Linked DNA regions of Canis lupus: region 1 is linked to region 2. The links are chromatin contacts, called in public Hi-C maps. All regions are on one chromosome and are shown on one strand. The core of a region is the stretch at or near the end of the contact, and the rest is flanking DNA. Distances in the headings are between cores, read along the strand shown.

The links. Hi-C and Micro-C count contacts between places; a contact is called where the count stands out from the background.
Region 1: a contact with region 2 is called in a Hi-C map of amygdala, with 7 times the contacts expected there. The contact joins two enhancer-like sites. A contact is called at or near these places in 2 of 9 Hi-C or Micro-C datasets (amygdala and skin fibroblasts).

Annotation. Positions count from the first base shown.
Region 1 is chr11:12,299,211-12,304,479 of UU_Cfam_GSD_1.0, forward strand. No RefSeq gene overlaps it. Among named protein-coding and RNA genes, the nearest start is that of SNCAIP, 180 kb to the left of the region's middle. Within about 2 kb of position 3,286, at least 7 of the 20 cell types and tissues checked have an H3K27ac peak or open chromatin away from gene starts, as enhancers often do.
Region 2 is chr11:12,044,449-12,049,312 of UU_Cfam_GSD_1.0, forward strand. No RefSeq gene overlaps it. Among named protein-coding and RNA genes, the nearest start is that of SNCAIP, 75 kb to the right of the region's middle. Within about 2 kb of position 3,428, at least 5 of the 20 cell types and tissues checked have an H3K27ac peak or open chromatin away from gene starts, as enhancers often do.

The DNA of each region.
Region 1 (5,269 bases), core at 2,036-4,535, 250 kb after region 2:
GATGCTCAACCACTGACCCACCAGGCATCCCTCTGCCTCCAGATTTAATAGACCCCAGGCTTCAGGGAACAGCTGGCGACCATCTGGTCAGTAACTAATATCCATCTTAGTGAAAATGGGGCTAGAAGACCTAACAATGGACAGTTGTAGGGGTGACTACAACAAAGCTGAGCAACTAATTCCTAGCCCTGCTCCCCAGAGTAGCTGGGGCATTCTCCTTCAGCACATAAAGTTCAGCTTGAGGCCAAAAGTTTTTGGCTCTGCTTGTGTTTTTCCCACAGTGTCCCTGGCTGTCACTTCACAGGACACCAGCTGGCTCTGGCCTGACTGGTGTTCTCTTCTGAGCTTGGTTTTAGCCATGGCATCCTCCTGACACATCCACCAACCGATGCTATAGAAGGGTCTTGGTTGTAGGGCTATAAAAATTCTCCCCAAAGCAAAAAAATGACAACGATTTTTTTGTATGCCCCTTCCATGGCAGCCATCTGTTTTAGTCAGATTCTCCTTTTGGACGACTTAAAAAAATATTTCTTCAGAGCTAGATTGGAAATCATAAAAATACTAATGCTTGCTATGTTCCTTGGCATGTCCTAAACACCTTCCAAATCACTTCACGTTGATGACTTAGCCCTCTCGTCACCTCTGTGAACTGAGTGCTATTATTGCTGCCATTTTACAGATGGGAAAACTGAGGCCTTGCAAGGGTAAGCAGCACACTGGGGTCACAGAGTAAGTGGCAAAACTGGGATTCAAACTCGGGTTAGCTGGCTCCAGAGTCCATGCTCCTTAAGAGAAGGGACACCTCACAGTTGTACTCGAAAGCTTCCCTCCATTTAACTGCTCACTGCTGTCCCCAGATTCATTAGATATGTGTCCCTCTGTCCCCCCTCAGGGTGGATGTCTCCCCGGGTGGCTGCGCTGGCTCAGATGGAAAGCTGTACTCCTCCTGCCACCCCCAAACCCCCACTCACCTGAGAGGCTCACCTGAGACCAACGCTTAGCATTGGGGTCGCCAGTCAGGCCAGAGCCAGCTGGTGTCCTGTGAAGTGGCAGCCACCTGAGGGCTGGCTGATGGCCACTGCCTGACCCTACGTTATTCTCAGATGGGCTCCAAGCCTCAAACACGTAGAACTCCAGGGCTTCCCACTCAGTCCTGGGCTGCAGATATAAAGGCACATTCTTCCCACTGACCCCCACCCCACCCCCTCCACAGACCCTTCCCTTAAAGCTTCCCCCGCTGTTGGCTGTTGACTCAGGTTCATGTGTGCGTAGAGCTGACCCCAGGGTTAAGCTCTCCAGGGCACAGCAGTGGACTTCCATCCTGTGTGTAAGTGAGGGGGATTTCAAGAGAATGGGGATATGTTTATGGTCCTAAAGAGCCTCACGATTTACAAAAATACTTGGTGGGACTTAACCTGTCTGTTCCCATTGTTTGACCTAATCCTTGAAAGTCAGTCAAGCTGCTCTAACTTCAAAAATACTCTGTTCTTGGGATGCCTGGGTGGTTCAGTGGTTGAGCTTCTGCCTGTGGCTCAGATCATGATCCTGAGGTCCTGGGATCAAGTCCCACATCAGGCTCCCCACAGGGAGCCTGCTTCTCCCTCTGCCTATGTCTCTGCTTCTCTCTCTGTGTCTCTCATGAATAAATAAATCTTTTTAAAAAATACTCTGTTCTTAAAAACTGCTTTTTAGGGGCATCTGGGTGGATCAGTCAGTTGAGTATCCAACTCTTGATTTCGGCTCAGGTCATGATCTCAGGGTCATGAGATCGAGCCCTGCTTTGGAGTCTGCATGCAGCCGGGAGTCTGCTTGTCCCTCATTCTCCCCCCACCTGTGCTCTCTCTCCCTCAGATAAATAATTTAAAATCTTCAAAATAAAATCGTCTTTTAGCATGTACACCTTAGCAGATTTTGCATGAAGTTGCAAAAGAAAAGTTTTTTTTAATAAAAAATGTTTAAAAAACAACCTCACATCATGCAAGTATATAGAAAGATACTCCTAAGGCGGTGAACTCCCAACCTTGACTGCATATTTTCATCATCTGGGGAGCTTTTATAAATCTCAATGTCAGGCCACACCCCAGACCAGTTTCATCAGGACCTCAGAGGGCGGAGCCCATGTTCTGACATTTTTTTAAAGCTCCCCAGGCAATTCCAATATGCAGCTAATTCGGAATACCACTTTTTCTTTTCTTTTCTTTTTAAAGAAATGCAAGCTTCCTTCCTGCTAACCCCGTTGCTTCCAAAATTACTGTATGTTTAGCAAGCTTTCTCCCTTGATGCTGGGTTCAAACCTCCTTGGAGAGTAAAAAGCTCAACTTGCATTGGAGTTAATAATAAGTAACATATGCTGGGGGCTTCCTCTGCAGCGGGGCTTCCTCTGCAGCAGCGCATCCTAGAGGCTTCCTTTTTTTTTTTTTTTAATATTTTTTTGAATTTTATTTATTTATGATAGTCACACAGAGAGAGAGAGAGAGGCAGAGACATAGGCAGAGGGAGAAGCAGGCTCCATGCAGGGAGCCCGACGTGGGATTCGATCCCGGGTCTCCAGGATCGCGCCCTGGGCCAAAGGCAGGCGCCAAACCGCTGCGCCACCCAGGGATCCCCCCTAGAGGCTTCCTGTGGATGATCTCATTTAACCCTCCCAAGAACGCTGGGGGGCGGGGAACAAGCTTAGTCCCATTTTAGAGAGGAGGACGCCAAGGCTCAGAGAAGCCCACAACCAAACAAGCTGGAAAGTGGAGGGATCAGGATCTGACCCCAAGAGCCAGACTCTGGAATCCCTCTGAGATGGAAATGTCTAAATTCTTCTGGTGACCGGGATCTGAGGAGTTTTTTAGACGTATTCCCTATGCTTTGTAGCACCTAGGGCCCGATAAGGAAAATACTGTGAATTCCCACAAGGAGTTGGCCTCCTACTACACAGGATCCACCACCACCACCACCCCCTTCCCTAGCTGCTGCCTCCTCTGCTAATGCTTCTGGCTTGTTGGCTTCTGGCTGGTCCCCAAAGACAAGAGTGTCTTCATCCATCCCAGTTGGGGGGGTTCCCACGGCCAGAGCCACGTGAGCTGTGCACGCGCCAAGGAAGGGGTGTCTTGCTCGGGCCTCCGGGCCTCCGGCAGCCTCTGCCTGGCCCTGATTCTGCGGGAAGCAGGTGCAGGGGGCTCCGGGACCGCGCCCGGTGCTGGTGGGGGGGGGGGGTGCTGGCCCCGCTGGGCCCCCCTGAAGTCCCCCTGAAGCCCCGATTGGAGTCTGCGGAGGGAAGGAGACTGAGCATGGTCATCCGTGCGGGCTACAGCTTCTAGAACAACCAGGGCGGCGGCCCCGGCGGTGCAGGAGGCGGTCACCAGAGGGAGACAGAGCTGGAGACATCAGCGGGCCGGGGACGCGGCAGGGCTGGCGCCCTCTGTCTGCGCCCGCGGCCTCCTCTGCTGCTGCTGCTGCCTCCAGCGGCCCTGCGTCCCGGTCCCCCGGCTTCTCCTCGCGTGGGGGGAGCCGCGGCCGCGGGGCGGGGCGGGGGCGGGGCGGGGCGGGGCCTGGGCGGGGCGGGGCGGGGCCTCCGCACCTGCCCCCGCGGCTTCCAGAGCGCCTGCAGACCCCGGCTCCCTGGCAGGGACACAAGGGCCGCGCTGGATACGATTTTTTTTTTTTTTTTTTTTTTTTTTTTTGAGGCGAGAAACTGAACCCGCGGCCAAGGCAAAGGAGAGTTCGGTTGCGATTCATCTGCAGGGTTGTCCGGCCGAAAACTCTAAGTGAGGCCCTGACACACCGGGATATTCCGTGTGAGTGACGGGTGGCGAGGCTCTGCCCAAACCCCCTGGCGTCCTCTTCCAAAGAACTCACTTCGGGGGTCTGGGGGCTCCGCCTTGGGCGCGATCCCGGGGCCGTGGGACCGAGGCCCGCACCTGAATCCCCACGGGGAGCCTGCTCCTCCCTCTGCCTGTGTCTGTCTCTGTCTCTGTGTCTCTCATGAATAAACCAATAAAATCTTTAGGAAAAAAAAGAGAAAAGACTAACTTCTAAATTCTGGGTTTTAAATTTTCTTAAGGGGTCTCCTTAGAACATGAGCCACACAACACAAGGGAAAAATATTTTTAAAAATTGATAGGATTCAAAGGCACTTTTCTCCCCATCTGATGGAGGCAAACAGCAAACACGTAGCTTAGTCTCTCTCTCTCTTTTTTTTTTTAATTGTTATTTATATATGATAGTCACAGAGAGAGGCAGAGACACAGGCAGAGGGAGAAGCAGGCTCCATGCACCGGGAGCCTGACATGGGACCCAATCCCAGGTCTCCAGGATCATGCCCTGGGCCAAAGGCAGGGGCTAAACCGCTGCGCCACCCAGGGATCCTCTGTAGCTTAGTCTCTTAACACCAATGTCCTAGAGAAGAGAGACTGAATATTATTAATCTAGATTTCTCCGGTGCCTCCCAAGTGTATTGGCATGGGAAAGACGCCCTCTAGATATTTATGGAATTGACTACTGAATGACAGATCTGTGATAACCTGGCTTCCTCAGCCCAGGACCCATACCTACCTAAAAGGAAAGGCCGATCCTGCCACACCACCAGGTAGCCCGTCTGAAAGGACAGGTTTGTGAGAGAGCAGGACCCAGGCAAACCCAATAGTTGGTTCCCTGGTTCCTCCCTTCACTGGGTTCTGCCTTGACCCTTTTGACCGAGGATTATTTGGTGGAAAAAGAAGAAACCACTCAACATAAAACAAAGGGGAGGAAGGACACTCTACTGGAAAGACTCAAGACTCTTCCACAGAATGTAAGGGCAGGAAGCCTCTCAGCCTTTTGGAAGACCTAGGAATAAGAACACTTAGGGACCAAAGCAACCTCAGTCTCTCCTTGCTTTTCACTGTCTTGCCAAAGGACCTGTCTTCTCCCTGCACATCTGCTTCTCTCTTCTCCATGGATCAGTTTTGTCTGTTCCGTCATATATGTAGAAAAAATGGCTGCCCCAGACTATCCAGCGCCCTCTGAACTCAGTGTCCTGACTCTCACTGTGTTCTAATTTCATTTTCCCCAAACACAGAGTCTGGCCCAGGTTGAGTAAAACATTAAATTTTGATCTAGAAAGCCCTGGCCAGAGAAGTGAGCTCACTTCCTCTACTACTCATTCAGCAGCCACCACCCCGCCTTCTTAAAGACAGCCTACCTTGCAAATGAGCCTCTCATTGGTAGATGCTACTGGTGATAGACTTAAGAGGTACCATTGTTCACTCCAGTCTGGTCAACCTCAGTGGAATAGTGTTAT
Region 2 (4,864 bases), core at 2,178-4,677:
CCTCTCTCCCTGTGTCTCTCATGAATAAATAAATAAACTTAAAAAAAAAAAAAGAATGTCAGGATGGAAGTCAAGAAGGCGTGGGGGCAGGCCTTTCCTTGATAAGGCCCCCTCATCATACCACACAGACCTCTGCTAACAGCACATCTCAGCAGGAGCATCTCTGACGTATCCATTTATAGCTCGTGTTTAGAGTAAGCTAACTGGTGTGCTAGACCCAAAATATGATGGCTGAAAAAATCTAATGCCAAGGTTTATTTCTTGCTTTAGAAGGAGCATTGGCCAAGGGACAATCTCCCTTCTTCATGAAACAACTCAGGGCCCCAGGCTATGAAGTTTCTGCCATTTTCAACATGTACCCCTCAAAAGTTGCCCTGGGACAGCCACTCCTTTCAGCCCAGCCGCAAGGAGAAAATAGCGCAGAGTCAGCTATTTGCCAGTTTTGCAGGATCAGACCTGGAAGAAATGCACGTCATTCTGCTCACATCCAGGGGCCACATCGCACCTACATGGCTGTGCCTAAGTGCAAGGGAGCCTGGGCATTGTTCTCACCGTGACAGCAGGAGGAAGAGGTAAACAGAGATTTAGAGGAACAAGTGTCTGCCGTGCTGCTCTAACATAAATCTACTTCTGGCTTCTTGTTAGAGACCACTTTCCCGTTGGGAAAAATTGACAATATTTGGGTACAAACCCAGGAAAACCAGGCATTGTTCTTACCATCAAGGCTGATAAGTTTGGCAAATTCAGGCCTTTTCTGAAAGGCCAAAGTTTTAAAAATTTCAGTCAGGAGTGCTTGGCTGGCTCCGTTGGTCAAGCATGTGGCTCTCCTCAGTGTCGTGAGTTCAAGCCCCACGTGCGGCATGGGAATCCACTTAACTTAAAAAATAAGCAAAGGGGCACCTGGGGGGCTCGGTTGGTTAATTGCCTTCAACTGAGATCATGATTCCAGGTCCTGGGATGGAGTTCTGCATTGCCTCCCTGCTCAGAGGGAGCCTGATTCTCCCTCTCCCTCTGCCCCTCCCCCTGCTTATATATGCATGCCCCCTTTCTCAAATGAATGAATAAAATATTTGTATTTTTAAAAAAAAATTTTTAAAGATTTTATTTGAGAGAGAGCAAGAAAGCAAGGCAGAGCATGAACTGGGGGTGAGGTTGGGAGATGGAGAAGCAGGTACCCTGCTGAGCAGGTAGGCCTACCTGGGGCTGGATCCCATGACCCTGAGATAACCATCTGAGCCAAAGGCAGACGCTTGGAAATGACTGAGCCACCCAGGCTCCCCTTAAACAAAATATTTACAAAAATAAATGAAATAAAAAATTTCAGCCATATTCACATATCAGGAATGCCAGCAGCATCATTTAATACTGGAAGGAAAGATTTTTTTTTGTTTGTTTATTGTCTGAGGAAACTCCTTAAGGGGCACTTTTAATATACAAAGCTTAGCCTGGCTTTAGTCTCACGACGGTGGTTGCCACGAAGAAGAGAGACACAGTTTTGTAAAGAAATGGGAATGGCTGCCTTCATAGTGGACAGAGCTCCGACTTTGGGGAATTTTTATTATGTTTCATCCTCTGGAGCTAGAGCTGGACAGAAATGAAATTGAAGTTCTGGACTCAGAACTGGGTCCGGGGGGCCTCCCACTTGTGTGAGGAGGGACTGAATTCACAGCATCGTGTCCACAAGGCAGACAGAGGTGAGAAACAACTGGTAGGGAACTCTGTGCATTGGGAGATGGCTGCGGGGTGTGGAAGCAGTGGTCACTGTTCCTAAGTTCTAGAGACTTCTTGCACGCATTTTCATTCCTATTGTGTATCTTCAAGCCTTCCTGCTGCCTTGTTGTTGGCTCTGATGGGGGGTGGGGTGGAGCTGTAAAATAAGAGAGGAGCTGATGTCCATGCAAACAGAGCAAGGAAACCCTGGGGCCTGCACAGAGCGTGCCCAGCTGCGGTTAGGAGCAGCAGCCGAGGCAGGTGAGTCTCTCCACTAATGCTCTGGGTCAGCTGTGAGGAGGTCGAGGATTTCTGACATCACCTAATGAGAGCTTAGATCTTGGTTATTCTGGCCAGCAAGGGAGCATGCAACCCTGAAAGGCAGGAGATCATGGGTAGAGGATTAAACATGCTCCAAGGAAATGGACCTGAACATCCCAAGCCTGCGTGTCCTCATGCAAACAGTGGTGTTCAGGCTCTGACTCCTGCAGCCGAATCAGACCAGGGAGCTGGCATGGTTAGGAAGACCTCAAAGCCGGCGGACTCTGGAGCTGGCCCTGAGAGAATGAGCAGGTGGAGGCAGTGAGGGCCCCGAAGGACACCCCAGGAAAGAAACCCACAGGAAGCGTGGCCCGCTCCAATTGTAGAACTCGGTATGTTTTGTTTGCATTCACAGTTGGCTTGTTTTTCCTTGTTACTCCCTGGAGTTTGTCCCCAGGATTTCCTGATAATGTGATAAGGCTTGCAACTTTGCCTAAATGTGGTGCATTTTCTAGACCACAGCTATCTAATCAGTGTGCCCGCGATTGGCGTGCCAACTAACACGTTTCTCCCTGTGCCGCTGCAGGCTGTGGGCCTGGTGGTGGTCACCTCTGGCCGTAAGCAGCCCCAGCCCGTGTTGGCATCCCCTAGATGTGCCGCCCGCCGAGGGCACTGGGGAGCTCTCAGCCTGTATGTTGGTAAGTGACATTGACCGTGATAAAGGCGACTGCAGGCCCGTTAGACGGTGGCATCAACTACAAAAGAAGTTATCAAAGTTCACATTTTAGTTACTTGCTCTGAGTAAAGTGGCTCTTTCTCTTCTTTTTTTAAACATGCGTCCTTCCCAACTCCTATGACCAACGTGGGCTTTTCTAGAGAGAGGACCCCTGATTCAGCAGATGGCAAAGCAATTCCACCTACATTTCATTTCATTTTTATTTTTAAGATCTTCTTTATTTATTCATGAGAGACACACAGGGAGAGAGGCAGAGACACAGGCAGAGGGAGAAAGAAGCAGGCTCCACGCAGGAGCCCGACGCGGGACTCGATCCCGGGACCCCAGGGTCACGCCCCGGGCCATAGGCAGGCGTCAAACCGCCGAGCCACCCAGGTGTCCCTTCCACCTACCTTTTCGCAATGAAGGACAGACGGCAGAGCCCTGGTGCCATCAGGGAAGGCTCCCGGGGTTCAAGGGCCCCTCTGCTGCGTGTGGAGGTTCCGGGGACAGCAGCCGGCACCGCGGTCAGAGCAACGGGGGAAGCAGCATGAAGGGCGCGGGCGGGAATCCTGCGCGAGGAGGGGAGGGGCCGGGGCGACGGTGACTCGGCGGCTCGGCGGCTTCGCTCTCCCAAGCCCTGGGCCGGCGGAGGGTGCGAAAGCAGGTCGGCGAGTTGTCCGGCTTGCCTGTCTTTCTTCGGGTGGGCTCTGGACAAGACGGAGGCGGCACGCGGGGTGGGCGACGTCAAGGTTAGGGAGCCGTGGACGCCCTCCTCGCGTTGGGCTCCCGCGCTTGTCCGTGCAGCGGCGGCTGCAGCCCGGGCCTGCGGGGCGCCCCCGCGTCCCTAAGCAGCCTCGGCCCCGCGCCGTCAGTGCGCGCTCTGGCCAGCAGAGGGCAGTATTTGGAAGCCCTGCGCGCAGGCCGGGCGCCCCGGGTTCTGCCTCCTGCAGCGGCAAATGTAAAAGGGGCATGCATTTTCTGCTGAAGTCCTGTCGAGGGGCTCCGTCATCTCCTCCCCTTGCCAACTTTTAAAAGGAATCGTAAATATTTAGGGTATAAATACCAACTTGGCTTCGTAGCAAGGCCACGTTTTGGCCGGTTCTCTGACAAAACCTACACAGAGCATAGAACGCAAACATCCAGGTCTTGCGAGTGATGCGGGAGGGACGGCCGCTTGGCTTAAACTGTGCCTGCTCTTATTGTGCAGTTGGCAAGTCGAATTTGTGTTCTACCCAAGGGTTTCGTTTTGTTTCCAAGATGCACACGAAGTTGATCGACTTTGGGGGGCATCTATTTGGCGTCCTGTGCTGGCTGGACAAAGAGGGGAGTATGCAGATGAGCTCAACAAGGAGAGGCAGCAGGTGATGTGGATGGATGGCACAGGTTTGAAAGAAACCAGAGTGTCGTGGGTTTTTTTTTTTCCCAAAGGTTTTTATTCATTTATTCATGAGAGACACACAGAGAGAGGCAGAGACATAGGCAGAGGGAGAAGCAGACTCCCTGGGGGGGGGGGGTGGGGGGGGGGAGCCTGATGAGGAACTTGATCCCAGGACCCCTGGGATCAGGACCTGAGCCAAAGGGAGACCTCAACCGCTGAGCCACCCAGGCACCCCAGACACCAGAGTTTTGTTAAAGGAAGAGAAAGTTCTCAAAAGCGAGAGCAGGGGGGAATAAAGAGCCAGGCACCACAGTAGGTAGGCTCTGGGAATCTGGCAGTGTCCTGAGGAGACAGCTAAGAATGAGTTGGAGAATGAAGAATTCTTTTCAACATTTAGAGAAGAAATCGAGGTTACTTTTTGCTGATAACAGACTATGAAGTAATAAAGAAAGGGTTTGGGGACAGAGAACAGTCTCATGAGTATATAATCTACACAAAGAAGGGACCCACGCTTGCCTTAACGTTCACTGTTAACATAAAGTCCTTACTCATTTTTTGGACAAGGAGCCCCACGTTTTCGTTTTGCACTGGATTCTGCAAATTAGGTAGTGGGAGAGCATGGATACGTGGAGGTTTGTTAAAGTGCGACTAAGGAATATCCGGATCTGTCTGTGGATAAGAGTTTCCATGATGCGTGGGAAAGCTTGGGTTTCTGGATAAAATGTATCAATAAATGGATATCATTCCTAAGCAGATTAGTACTGATGGTCTTTTAGAGAATGGCTGTTCCCATTTCC